2 separate regions of the Arachis hypogaea genome follow, and region 1 is linked to region 2. A link is a contact called in public Hi-C data. All regions are on one chromosome and are shown on one strand. Each heading gives the region's core, a stretch centred on a gene start, on an enhancer-like site or on the middle of the called end of the contact. The rest is flanking DNA. Distances are from core to core; before and after follow the strand shown.

Evidence for each region. Hi-C and Micro-C count contacts between places; a contact is called where the count stands out from the background.
Region 1: a Hi-C map of an unstated tissue shows a contact between it and region 2, with 5 times the contacts expected there. The contact joins the enhancer-like site here to the promoter of LOC112720422 in region 2. A contact is called at or near these places in 2 of 8 Hi-C or Micro-C datasets (leaf and an unstated tissue).

The regions. Positions count from the first base shown.
Region 1 is chr11:17,042,574-17,045,756 of arahy.Tifrunner.gnm2.J5K5, forward strand. No RefSeq gene overlaps it. Among protein-coding and RNA genes, the nearest start is that of LOC114924767, 3.7 kb to the right of the region's middle. Within about 2 kb of position 1,543, at least 1 of the 3 cell types and tissues checked has open chromatin away from gene starts, as enhancers often do.
Region 2 is chr11:16,921,506-16,924,461 of arahy.Tifrunner.gnm2.J5K5, forward strand. LOC112720422 (L-ascorbate oxidase homolog) reads right to left here and starts at 1,377. Exons shown (of 9, transcript XM_025771367.3): 1 at 1,276-1,377; 2 at 1,022-1,179; 3 at 816-925. The coding sequence starts at 1,171.

The DNA.
Region 1 (3,183 bases), core at 293-2,792, 120 kb after region 2:
TTAAAAATAATAAATTTTGATAATTTTTTAATATTTTTTTGTATATATATGATGATAATAATAATAATAATAATAATAATAATAATAATAATAATAATAATAATAATAATAATAATAATAATAATAATAATAATAATAATAATCAATGAGTTATACCTCAAATGACATAGATTCAGTTTGGAAAACAACTTAATTAAGTTACTTTTGAAAAAATAACTTAAGTAATAAATGACTATATTAAAAGTAACTTATAAATAAGTTATTTTGTGTTTGGGTTTTTAGTTTTAAAAGTGTTTATTTTATAAAAATGTGATAAAAAATAGTAGTATTATGAGAGGAATCATTTTTCTAACTTATCTGTAAGCTCCTAAATAGCTTCTTAGAAAGCTGCAATTTGGTTTTGAAAATTGCACCAGACATTAATACTACTACTTTTCATAAGTCAAAACTCAAAAACTAAAAAAAGTTACTTTTAAAGCTTCCCAAACATACTCATAGTCTTCCCATTCTCAATTAAAAAGTTGCGAGTTCGAGTCTCTTATCTTTGATAAAATAATAATAATAATAATATAGAGAAAAGCTCATTTTAGTTGACACTATTTAAAGATAAAAATATGTCAATTTAATATTATATCACAGTAAATAATCAAATAAATATTTTAAATTCTAACATTTATATATTCTTCTATATGAAAGTCAATTTAATTAACTATGAAAAACTGAAAATATCTTTTTGAATAGTATTTGCAAAAAGACTAAAATAATTTTTTAATGTTTTGAAAAAATAACCTTTTAAGATTCGGTTTTAGAAAAACTACACTACATTTTTTTAGTTAAATATTGTTTAATTGTTTTAAGAATTAAAATTTGAATTGAATTTTAAAATTAAAATATCGACACAATTCATTGTAAGGGGTTAAATGTTCTTTTAGTATTTAACTATTTATTTTTAAGAATTTTAAAATATCTTTGTAATGTATTTTTAAAAAAATAAAAATTAAATTAACTTTTCAATGTTAAATTTAAAAATATTAAAATACTTATATAATTAATAAAAATTATTTGATCGGCTTAAAAAATAGGAATTTTAATTTTACATTAAAAGATTAAAATATTTTTATAACTAATATTTGAATAAATACCAAAAATACACCTAAATTTTGTTATAGCCAATTAAAATATTCTTAAATTTTGTTATCAACACAAATATCTATAGGGAACCAATGACCTAAGCATACAATGTGCACAATGAAAGTTTAGAAAGTATTAGAGATATGGTTATTAGTGTTACATCATCCTGTCAAATTATGCTTTTGGGATGAGTGGTTTTAAAATATGGTATTAGAGTTTTAGATCCGGAAGTTCGAATCTTGGTCTCTTCTTTTAAATTATTTAAAAACGTCAAAAACTCTTTTTGCTATCTGCACGGGCTTCTACTCTTTGCTATTGTGCCGCCGTCCCCTATTCTCAACTGCGCCACCAAACTCTTCTTCTCATTCTGCCCATCACCGTAGCACCAGCACCATGATGCTTCCATCACACCACAACGCGACCACTTCTTCTCTGCACTGCAAGTCCTGATCCACCACTTCGCTGCCATTCTTTTCTTCTCATCTCCCCTTGCTTTGCTTTAATCTTGGCTTTGGTTAATTTATTTTCTAATTTTCGTTTTCTATATCAATATATCTGAGTTATATTTGCAAATTTCTTCAGTTACTTTGATAAAATAATTATAGCTGCAGCTGTAAGTGCATTTTAAAAGTATGGTTCACCAAAATAAAATGCCAACTCTCTGGACAAACTGCTGTACAGCCTGTACATACATTTATATATGACTGGTTATAAAATAATTCTTTAAAGAATATGCAAAATCCTTATTTTATTTTACTTAACTTTAATTTCTCTACTGCTGCACATTATAATTCTAGCATGGGTCTTCGAGATAATTTGACAATTGGATCAAGAAGAGCACAAGTAGTTGCACTTGCTCGTAAAATGGTTGGTGGCGGCCTGCCAATGATGCCTCACTTCATCTTTGTAGTCTGCATATGTGATAACTTATAAGCATTCCATTCTTATTTCAAATCACCATTTCCAGTTAGTAATTATAGATTCATATATATTTATCTATTTTTATTATATAAAAATTAAAACTAAATTATTTTATAAGCTTATATATTATATAGTTACTTTTTATCAGCTATTTTGAATAGGTGGTAATCACTAAAAAATTTTTCTTTTCATTATTCTATAAATATGTGACATTATAAATTCTTCTTTTATTCAAAAAAATATTTCATTAATCAATACTCTTAATTAATTGAATTTACTATGAATCATTAAGTATTTTAATTATAAAATAACGGTTAAATACAATTAATATCTATATTAAAATTATAAATAATATAATAATAATTTTCAGTTATAAATATTCAAATTGCATATTATTAACGTCTACTTAAATATATAATCAACAATACTCTTATTATTATTACAGTATTATATATTTTATCTATCTCATAATCTCTTCCACAAATTGTCAAAAAATTCTTCAACCATTTTTAACTTTAGTACAAGATCAAAATTACAATATAGAGCATCATTTAGCAAATAGACCAATATTTATATTTACTTTATAAGTTTGTTTAATACTATTTGTATAAAATAATCTAATGCCATAATACTAAAAAAATAGCTAAATAAATTACATATAACGAACTTTGTTATTATATGACTGTGCAAAAAAAAAAAATTACATATGACGAATTTTGTTTTTATGTGACTGTGCAAAAAAGAAAAATACAATTTACAAATTTAAATATTTACTAAAGCAAATACTTCAATATATATATATAAAATATAGATTGCTAAATCAGTTTTTATTATATTAACATAGAATTTATTACGATATAATTCTTTATTTTAAGAGTTATATAAATTATCTTATAATTAATTATAAAATAAAAATGTATTTATTATTTTAATTATCTAAAAAACTAAAAACACAAAATTTATAATCTTAGTTTCTCTGCACATTGCTTCGGTGTAAATGTAGTTATTAATTATTTTATTAACTTCCACAGTAGGTCTTAGTTAAACTGTTAATGATTTTGATTTAAAAAAAAAAACAAGAACTGTGATTATTGCACTTTTCATATGAACTATGCACTATACCCACAGAAT
Region 2 (2,956 bases), core at 127-2,626:
AAAAGAGTTTGGAGCGAAAAAAATACATACCAAAATTCATAAATATCAAAGTGTACTCTAGAGATTGTTTTTGATGAACAAAAAATACACACTAAAATTCATGAATATCAAATCCTTATTAATAGTATAATACTTCTTGTTTATAAAAAATAATTTTTGGAGTGTATTTTTATATACTTTTGTCTATTTCAAACTATTTTATGTATATTTTTGTTTATTTATTTTATTTTTATATTAAAAATTTTTTTTCAGGATAAATTTAATTTTTTACTAACGACATTATCTCTGACACTCTTAGATTGTATTTGTTTTAAGATTGAGACTAAGATTAAAAGAATGTGGCTGAATATTGTATTTGGTGATTAGACTAAAATTAAAATTTTAATCAACTTTTAAAAAATAGAGATATAAGGGATTAAAATTTTTAAAAACAAAAACTGAAATTTTAATAACATTTTTTTACTAAAAATACACTCATTTAACTTTTTAAATTATAAATCTACGTATTAATCTTTATATTTATCTTAAACCAAACATGATATTGAGATATAACTCAATCTCGTACATTTTACACCAAATATAATATAAAGATTTAATTTAGTTTCTCAGTCACAATCTTTTAGTCTCTATCTCTTTGTCTAAATTTAATTTTCCTTCCAAACGCATTCTTAGTGGACAAATTAGAATACCCCGAAGCCACAATGATAGCATGAGAAGTTGACAATACAGAAAATTAAATGCTCACCATTAGAGTAATATGTTTATGTTAAAAAGCAGGGGAAAGAAAAGGCACACGGATAAACAGAGAAACTCACCAAGTGAGTAAAAATGGCTCATCCAACTTGTTGATAAGGTTAAGAACTACATTGTCGTTTGTTACCAAGTCAAGTTGAGGCCCAGGGAATTGACCATTGATCAAAATCACCTTAAAAATAATACTACATCAATAAGCAAAGAAAAATAATACTACATTAATTGAAAGATCATAATTAAAATTAAACTAAACCTTAATTACTACTACCTTCTGGGGTGTACCAAGAGGAGAGAGTGTTCCATAAGTCACAGTCCATGTGAAATACTTGTATGCATCTTCTGCTTTCAGTTGCACCAAACACACACTCACCAGAGTCACAACAATACAGAACAACTGCACCAACCCTTTTAATCCCATCAAGTCTACTACAAAATAAGCACAAGATATACACAAGTTTAATTTTAATGCAAAACGTTATACATAGTTAAGTGTTAATGAGAGCATTGAAAAATGAAAAGTACCAGCTAGTTCTATGGTTCTGAGGAGTGAAACTGCTGAACCTTTTCGTTATATTTATATGAAAAAGTGAGTGATATGATAAATTTTAATTTTAGAATATTTAAATGGATGGTTATTGCTTAGTTTAAGGTTGCAAATTGATCATTCATATTCGGCGCTGTCAACGCGTTTTGACTTTTGATTGCTTTGTTACCTATTGCTTCAAACTCAAGAATCAACATATCAAGTATGAGAAATAATTGGGAGCACCAAATAGTAAGTCTAATTATTTTTTTAATTCTATAAAATTAACACTTATCAAGGTATGTTTCTGTTTTTTAGTATTAATTTTTTGTTCTTATTTTATCCACAACTAATTATTTAATATATTATTAAATCATCTATCATAATAAAATACTAATTGTTTTAATATAATTAGGTTCAAATATTCATTAAGTAAGAAGCTAAATTTGAAATTCTTGAATTCAAATTTATCTAATTTGTGTAAATATAGAGTCCAATTATATCACTTTAAAAATTATATATGTCATAAATCTATGTAAGAAGTAAGATTATTCATATGAATATTATTATTAAGATTTTTTTTTTTTGACAATATTGATTATTGTTTGTTGACCATAAGGTGTGAATAATTCTCACCTCAAGAATTGTATATAATTGACAATATAAATATTATAACATGTTTATATACAAAATACAAGCTTGGCGTATCTTTTAAATACATTCATAATAAGTTAAAAAAGTGAATTTTAGTCGTTTAAACTTGTATGTGTATAATATTAAAAAAAAATAGCATGTTAGCTTTTCGAATATTTTTCATCATTATTGGTAAATATATATAGTCTTTATTCTTTTCTTAATAAGCTGGTACATGGACTAGCAAAGTACTATTAATTATTATTATTATTATTATTATTATTATTATTATTATTATTATTATTATTATTATTATATATAAAATAATTAGTTATTAGAATAATTAAATTTGATATAGTAAAATAATTAAATTTATCATAATATTATTATTAGTTTTTTTATAATAGTATAATCAATTTTTTTTACAATAGTATAATCAATTATTTTTCGTAAACATCAAATACATTATAGGCGTTTTTTTTTTTTTTTGTAATAATGTGAATATGTGATATTATTGTTAAACTAAAAATTTTGATAGAAGATGTTTTATTAGCAACATTATTTAAAAACGTAAAAATAAAATGTCTTAGTGAAATAAAATTCTCAAGATTATTCAAATGTTTATGGTATAAAATAATTCTAAAAAGAATTTATTTTGTATATTTAAAATATACTTTTTAAAACACAATAGAAAAAATATATTAGTTCATATGATAAATGACAACAACTGTACTCGACTACTCGTTATTAAAGTTAAAATGTAACTTCAAAAGTCCGGCACTTTTATGATTTTTGACTACTAAACTCCTGAAATTTCGCCACTGATTTCAACTTTGTCTTCTTTTTATGTCTTTTCCGGTTTCTCACTTGCACTTGCATATATATGCTGTTATGATTCATAAATTTTGAGGTAAGACTTATATTAAATAAAATTATAATCGATTCGATTCGGTCTTCAAAATTTATAATAATAACTTATATTAGTTTTTGAGTTAATTTTTATAAATAGTGTGTTAATTTTATACATTAATTTATTAATATTTAAAT